2 separate regions of the Mus musculus genome follow, and region 2 is linked to region 1. The links are chromatin contacts, called in public HiChIP or PLAC-seq maps. All regions are on one chromosome and are shown on one strand. The core of a region is the stretch at or near the end of the contact, and the rest is flanking DNA. Distances in the headings are between cores, read along the strand shown. Region 1 has its middle 37 kb from the start of Neurl1b. Region 2 overlaps Ip6k3 (inositol hexaphosphate kinase 3).

Region 1 (4,037 bases), core at 479-2,978:
GAGGTTCTGCACGCTGAGTAGCACACAGAGCTAACAATAAGGGGTCATTTAGTGAGCACTTCCTACACGTGAATGACTTCCATTTCATCCACCGGTCCTCACAAAAACTCTGGAGTAGGCCCTGCTGCCACTAAAGAGAAGCAGGACCAGAAACAGGAGTTCTCTACCTTACTGTGTAGCCGAAAGCTTTCTTCTCTGACTTCTTCATTCTGCTCCAGCATCTAGTCCTGGTGATTTTACCAAGGCAAATGAATCTTCCAAGGAATTTCATCACAGCCTTCACCCACCTCCCCAGGTGTTCTGGCCCTGTAGGGAAGCAGAGGAGGAGGAGGCTCGATGAGGGCAGGGCCTGCAGGTGAGGCAGGCTTTGAATGGACTGGCTCTTTTGCTGCAGTCCAGCTGACCTGTGGCTAAATCTCCAGTAGAAAGGAAGGAAGTGAAGAGAGTGGGGAAAGAGAAGGGAGAAAAGAAAGAGAAGAAAAAGAAGAAAAAGACCACTCATTAATTTGAAACACAGATGGGCAAAGAGAAGCAGTGGCCATATCTGGACGATGATGTACCATTGTGCCCTCCCAGAACCAGGGTCTCACCTAGGCTTCCTATAGGTTCAGCCTGGTTCTGGAAGTTGTTTTGACTTCTACATGAAGATGGGAAGAACTCAAGTATTCCGGGCATCCAGTTCTGGAAACAAAACTTGACCCTGACTATTAAATACATCCAGAGAGGAGGTACCAGCCCTGGTCCCCTTTTCTGCCTGCTGTCCCAGATGTGGCCCGCCTAGGCCTAGGCATCTTTTCCGAGGCTGTACATAAGGCCTATTACTGCAGCCTCAGCTGCCCGAGCAGCACAAGATCAGCTCTGGAGTTGCTTGGCAGTCCTGGAGCCTACACACTACTCCACCCACCTCCTGTGTGAGACCCTCTCCACTATCTCAAAAAAATCACTCTGCATGTGACAGCACCCTGGAGCCATCTATGAAAGGGAGGCCCCTCCCTAAACTCCATCTTCTCGCCAGTAGGTTGGCATACTGCCTGGGGCTTTTGGTGTCAGCTAGCACAGGGCCTCTGGGATCTAGCATGGTGGATGAGAGAGCATGAACACACATTCAGGTCCAGACCTGCTTCTGGGTGAAACCCCTTCCCTCTCAGCCTAGTTGGATCTCTGAGGAAAGAGAGGCATCCCCCACCTTGTGGGTTAGGTCACAGTGATGCCACATAGTCAATGCTAAGTACAGGACTCTATTTTATCCTGATTTCCATCCGTTCTATGGTTTACCCACAGTCAACCTTGGTCTGAATACTACACAGAACACTCTGGTAATAAATGACCCACAGGCTTACACTGTACATACATCCTTCCAAGTGTCCACAATGTATATGCTACTCAGCCAGTAGCCACAGTGAAGTTAATTGGCTTGTCAGATCTGCTGTCGTGGTAGGGCAGGGCTCTAGCTGAGTAACCCTCAAATACTTCACAATGGCCCCAGGTGGAAGCAGTGAGCTGCAGACAGGAACATGGAGGGCACATGGATGCTGCAGGCCAGAAGGAAGGTGCTTGCAACACAATGCTTGCATTTGCCCCCTTGGGGTGTTAGGTGTCTCTTTTTGGATAAAGAGGACTAGGCAGTTGTTTGTTCCCCCAGTGACAACCTGCTGGGCTATACACAGCTCTGCTCCCTGCAGTCTACCACCACGTGGTGGAGCTATTGAGTTCTGTCCCACCTCCACCAAACCGGTCTCTAAATTTAGCGCACCTCCTTCCCACAAAGAATGAAACCAGGGTGCTGAGACAGGGGCTTACCAGGCCTGCTTCTGAGCCTGCTCTGGCCCCGTCCCCTTGTTTGTTTTGGTTCCTGGTCAAGAATGCTGGTCCAGGCCTGGGAGGCTAACCTTCTGACTCTGGAGGGAAAGTCACACTTTTGCTCAACTCCCAGGAGCAGTCTCGAATTCCAGGGGAGGCGTGGGAAAGGCCAGGCCTTCCCCAGCAAAGGCAGTGGAGCTGCCTGAAACCCAGTCATTGCTTCCAGCCTCTGCACTGCTCCCAGGGACAGCCAGCCCACTTCAGGGGGATGGAAATGAGCCGAGGGGAAGGTCTCATGAGCCAGCACAGGATAGACGTCAGAAGTTGCTAAAAGGGAATCCTTCAGACACTCCCCCTGCTCCCTCTCAGACTCCTCCTTCTCTGTGCCAATCTCACCTCCACACAGGCCCCCTTTGGCTGTGCCCTGAAAAATAGAGACACCTTTTCACAGGGGCATTGCTTTAGCTACTGTGGCGGTGATACAGAGGCCGAGGCTTAGGTGAGCCTCTTCTAAGGTTTCAGAAAAGCCAGGCACTAGAGGCAGGCAGCTTTTGGCCAGCAGGGATACTGTCCTGAGTCCCACCAGCAGAAAGGGGCTGCCCGGCCAAGGAGCAGACAGGTCAGCAGGTGGGTGCACCACTGGGTCTGGGGCAACAGTCCAATTTGGCATTCTCCTGCCTCATCAGGCTCTTCCCCAAGATGTCCTCAGAAGCCATTCCCTGACGGCTCTTAAGCAGGTTTCCTCCCTGAATTGACACAAGGGCCCCTGCTCAGGGACAGCCCACACTTAGGCCTCTGGAAAGCCATAAAGCTGAAGTTGGAAGGGGTTTCAGCTTTTTGAAGAGAGGCAACTGTGGCTTTTTGGAAGATGAAACATCATCTCCCTCTAGTGGACATGATGAAATGTGGCGCCCCTCCAACTCACATAGGCAGCTGGCTCTCTGATCAAATCCAGATCAACACTTCCACCCCACCCAGCACCCTCCAGGTGTCACCCTCCAGGTGACACCCAGCAATCAGGAAAGTGAAAACCCAGTAGTTGGCTTTGCAGGTTGGTGTTTTCAGGATGTGGGGATATCAGGGTGACTTGGAGGCTGTTTTTGGATGGCCTGGCACGGTGGTGGGAGCCTACTGGAGAAGCTCAGACCCCGATAGGATCCCAGGATTACCACACCCTGAAGGACCAGGAGGTGGGTCATGCACCTGGTCCTTGCCTCAGGTCACTGGTCTCAGGCTCACTTTAATTCACCCAGCCTACCTATGCCAGGAACCTTAAAGAGAGGCAATGGGAACACAGACATAAGACAGCATATTAGGAGTGCTAAATGTATAGCTTTAGCGACTGGAATATGAATATCCCAGAACTTGAGGAATTTGTGACCCAGTGATTCAGAGGCATGGTCTAGTGTGTGGCAAGTTTCTGCTGGGTCACAAAGCCAGTTACTTTTCAGGATGATAACTGATAACATGCGTGGCTACCTCTGCACACTAGCTAACAACAAGCAGCAATAGTGCCAGCCTGCCCTCTCAGGGACACAGTGGCCCTCGGGCAGATAGGCCATACTGAAGTGGAGACTTCTGGTTTCTTTGGAAAGTCAGTTGTGTCAGATAGTGTTTTGCTGGGGCAGATGCCTGAAGGAGTGTTTCCCTGAAGAGGACACAGGTGAAAGGATGTCTCACTTAGGCAGACTTGTGAAGGAACATTTCACTGGGACACATGCTGTTTAGAAGGATCCAACCGACAGTGGATGGTGTTGAGTGGGAATGGTGTGCCTTACCATTGCTCATCATTTGTCAGGACCCGATAGAGAGAAACACACCAAAAAACTTCTGGTGGTGCACTGGTGGCTTCTTGCTGCTTCCGTGGACTCAGGCAGGTTGTCAGAGTGATGTCAATTGATAACAAACTCACATGGAGTTTTGCTAAGAGAGACTCATGTGCTGAGGCAAGACACATATCCAGGCAAGACCCATAGAGGACACATGACATTTGGAGGGAGTATAAATAGGACCCAATGGACAGTGACGGGGCTTGCCTGTAGAGCTAGCTGTGCAATGCTTCTTGGTCTCTCGTCTTCAATGGCATATCGTCGGTTCACTGAGAGAGGCACAGCCAAGAACTCCTGACATCCCTGGTGGTCCTGTTTCTCCTGCTGACTCGTGCCTAGTCTGCTGAGGCCTGGCTGTCTCTGCTAGGTTGAGCCACCGCTGCTGCTATCCTGACACTACTGAACTGG
Region 2 (3,850 bases), core at 104-2,603, 710 kb after region 1:
GTAACCTACCTTTAAGACACAAGCTTTACTGTCCCCCCAATGTTAGATGGTCCCTGCACCTCACTGAGTGAATGTGTCTGTCCTGGTGGGGTGCTCGGAAAGAGGGGAAGGCCAGACAGTGGTGGCACTCACCTTTAATCCCAGCACTTGGGAGGCAGAGGCAGGCGGATTTCTGAGTTCGAGGCCAGCCTGGTCTACAGAGTGAGTTCCAGGACAGCCAGGGCTACACAGAGAAACCCTGTTTCGAAAAACCAACAACAAAGAAAAAGGAAAACGAAAAAGAACGGGGAGAACCACAAGGGGCTGTGAAGAGCTTCTGGCCAGGCTGCCAGCACCATGTGAGGAGAGTGTCCCCATCAGTAGAGACTCTTTCCTTCCTGCTGATGACTAGAGCCTGGCCCTTCTTTCCTGTCCTCTCAGAGGTGAGATGCTCAGGCCTGGCTACACCTACTCTGGGAGTTCATTCCCAGAGTAGATCCTGCACTTTGGAGCAGAGCTCCATCCTTGAATCTGGGGTTGAGGGCAGAGATCTAGTGCCTTTCCTTAAGAACACTGGGCTTGATGGCTGGGTCAACTGAGGCACTTGCTCTTGCAGGCTTTATGTTTTAGGCCTCTGAGGGTCTCTGTGTTCCTGGGATGCACAGTCTGCAGTCGTGAGGCAGTTGGGGAGGATGGATCAGATGCAGAATGGGCTCAGATGTGGGACCGTGGCTTTCTGTACTGGCCCGAGGTGTCTGAGGTTTGTTTTCCTTTCACTCCTTTTTGTATGGTGGCCCACGACCCTGTGGGTCTGAGGTGGAGGTGGAGGTGGCGGTGGCTTCCATTCTCCAGCCCTTCTCCTAGAAGTCCCAGATCAACAGCCCTACCTGTCTGGGCCTTCTGAGCAGACCCAAAGTCCCTACCCTTCTTCCTGTGAGTCCTTCCTCAGATTTGTCAGGAGGCACAATCTCCCCTCCCTCAACCACAGCTCACAGAGGCTGAGGCTGAGCTGGTGATAGAGTTTGTTCTACTGTCCACTGCTGTGGCCTTGTCACGAGGTTCAGGGGACAGTGTACACACACAAGACTCCTCCACATGGGCATCAGTCAGTGCATGGGTGACTCTCCAGTGAGGCACCTGCCTGAAGGGACACCCCATTCTGACACATTTACAGGAGACCTTTACCTGCTTAGGTTTTTCTAGCCCACACCTCTTCCTCACACCCCTAGCAGTTGTGGAAATGCTTTTAGCAAGAAGGGGCTCGGCAAAGGGCTGTCCCTTGCCCCAGCAAGTGCACAGGAGGCCCCATCCCTGGCCCCTCCTGCCCTGTGGCAGGGTCATGTCCTCAATGAAGTAGCACTGGGCTGCACTCCAGAAGCCTCAGGCTAACTTGGGCCTCTGGGGTGCGGCTGTAGGGCCAGTAGTGAGTAAGGCCACATCGGGACAAGCCCTTTCCTGAAGTTTTGAGGCCTGAGTGGCAGCCAGCCTGGCTCTGTTAGGTTGGGGAATACTCCCTGTTCTGAAAGGAGGGGGAGCGGCCATTTCACAAGCATGTATGAGCATTGTAATAACCGGTGCATGAATTCATTCAAAGACATTTATGGGATTCCTAGAGTTTTGTTCTCTCTCTCTCTCTTTTTTCCCCCTCTCAATCAACAAATTCTAATAGTCAAAAAAGTACTGTAGGCTTACTGGTAGGGGGGAAATTATGCTGAAAAATGAGTCCTTTGGGATAGAGGAGGGGGTATAGCCCAGGAATGATAAGAGCAGAGATCTGGGTTCAAGTCCCAGAACCACGAATAGACAGCATGTTCTCTCATATGGAAACCTAAAAGGTTGACTGGAAAGTACAAGAGCAATGGCTGGGACCAGAAAGGGTGGGCATGAATCATGTCCTCCACCTGCACACACCGGGATACCACAGTGAATCCTACTGATTTGCATAGTTAGTAACCAGGGTCCTTATGGAAGGGCTGGGGAGTTCTGCATTGGGCTGAGGTTAAGGTGCCTAAGAAGTGACCAAGAGCAGGGGAGAGGCTGGCTTAGCCTCGGAGAGATTGAAGAAGACCTGCTCAGGGCAGGTATGTAAAGAGAGGCAGTAGACAGGGCAGGAGTAGGTGACTAGAGTGGTGTGTGTGTGTGTGTGTGTGTGTGTGTGTGTGTGTGTGTGTGTGTGTGTTTATGTGTGTGTGCTGAGTCTGGTGGACAATCGGGGAGGCTGGGGACGGGGAGCCCAGCCTGCCCTGCTGGGGGGCAGGTCGGAGGAAGGGGGAGGCAGGAAGGCTCAGTGACTGAAGTGTTTGCTGTAGAAGCTTGAGCATCTGACTTTAGATCTCAGCACCCATGAGAAGGACAGATGTGCTACAGTGGTACACCCCTGTAACCCCAGCCCCATGGGAAGGACAGATGTGCTACAGTGGTACACCCCTGTAACCCCAGCCCCATGGGAAGGACAGATGTGCTACAGTGGTACACCCCTGTAACCCCAGCCCCATGGGAAGGACAGATGTGCTACAGTGGTACACCCCTGTAACCCCAGCCCCATGGGAAGGACAGATGTGCTACAGTGGTACACCCCTGTAACCCCAGCCCCATGGGAAGGACAGATGTGCTACAGTGGTACACCCCTGTAACCCCAGCCCCATGGGAAGGACAGATGTGCTACAGTGGTACACCCCTGTAACCCCAGCCCCAGGACACAGAGACAGGGGGGGCTCCTGGGGCTTAGCCAAATTGGAGATCCCATGAGAGATCTTGTCTCAAAAAATAAGGTAGCTGCTAGGCACCGTAGCACACACCTTTAGTGCCAACACAGAGCAGGTGGAGGCAGTGGATCAAGGCCACAGTGAATTCTAGTTCTACAGAGCGAGTTTTAGGTCAGCCAGGGCTGTAGAGAGATTCTGTCTCAAAAATGAAGAAATAGAAGCTGGAAGGAGAGTTCAGTGGTTAGGGGCACTTGTTGCTCTTGTAGAGGACTGGGGGTCGGCTCCCAGCTCCTATCTGATGGCTTCCAACAATCGATATCTCTGGTTCTGAGGATCAGATGATCTGAACTTTGCTGGTATCAACAGATGATCTGAACTTTGCTGGTATCAGGGACATACATAGTACACATATACACATACATGGTACATACATGTAAAACCTACATACTTAATTTTTTTTGTCTTTTGTTTGGAGACATACTCATAATTTTAAATAAAAAAATAAGGTGGAGAGATAACTGTGGAAGACATTTTACATCAACCTTTAGCATGTGTGTGTGAGTGTTGTATGCACGCACACACACAGACAACACACACAACACACACAACACACACACACAAGCTTGCTGGGCCTCAGAGAAGAGCCTGGGAGGGGACAGTCCCCACTCAAATTACAGAGGTACAGAAGCCTTCAGAGAGAACATATCCTGAAAAACCTCAGGTGTTCGCGGGAAGGGCATTCTGGGAAGGACATTATTAAGAAAGAGACTGCAGCAAGGCACAGCAGGGCCACACAATTCAAACGCCGAGTGGTTTATGGTCTGCCCTCTCGTCTCCAAAGCTCTCAGGTACATTTCATAGGCCTCTCCGAGCCACCAATTGGGGACAAGTACCATTCAACGTGCTTGTGATGCCTGAGGGGAAATCTTTTTAATCTATTAGAGATGAGAGGACCCGAAACCCATTTAAAACCACTTAGGTGGTAATGGGCAGGGGAGTTTCAGAGTTCCCCACGTGGCTGAGGGCCGTGCATTATCCGGGCCCATCCAGGCTGCAAAGGCGGAGGGTTATGTTTCCAGAAGGAGTTAATGGCGTTTGTAAGTCCATTCGAGAACAACCCAGGAGCCCTAGGCCTGCCTGGCCTGCCTGGTTCTCTGGCTGGGTGG

What was found. HiChIP or PLAC-seq counts read pairs in DNA pulled down with a chosen protein or histone mark.
Region 2: a contact with region 1 is called in an HNF4G HiChIP or PLAC-seq map of pancreatic cancer cells. The contact joins two enhancer-like sites. A contact is called at or near these places in 2 of 39 promoter capture datasets (liver and pre-B cells) and 1 of 115 datasets of contacts at active chromatin or transcription factors (pancreatic cancer cells).

Annotation. Positions count from the first base shown.
Region 1 is chr17:26,450,108-26,454,144 of GRCm38.p6, forward strand. No RefSeq gene overlaps it. Among named protein-coding and RNA genes, the nearest start is that of Neurl1b, 37 kb to the left of the region's middle. Within about 2 kb of position 1,729, at least 57 of the 459 cell types and tissues checked have an H3K27ac peak or open chromatin away from gene starts, as enhancers often do. A contact at or near this core is called in pancreatic cancer cells, where this site is marked.
Region 2 is chr17:27,159,763-27,163,612 of GRCm38.p6, forward strand. All of the region lies in intron 1 of Ip6k3 (inositol hexaphosphate kinase 3), which reads right to left. Among named protein-coding and RNA genes, the nearest start is that of Ip6k3, 6.1 kb to the right of the region's middle. Within about 2 kb of position 1,354, at least 49 of the 459 cell types and tissues checked have an H3K27ac peak or open chromatin away from gene starts, as enhancers often do. A contact at or near this core is called in pancreatic cancer cells, where this site is marked.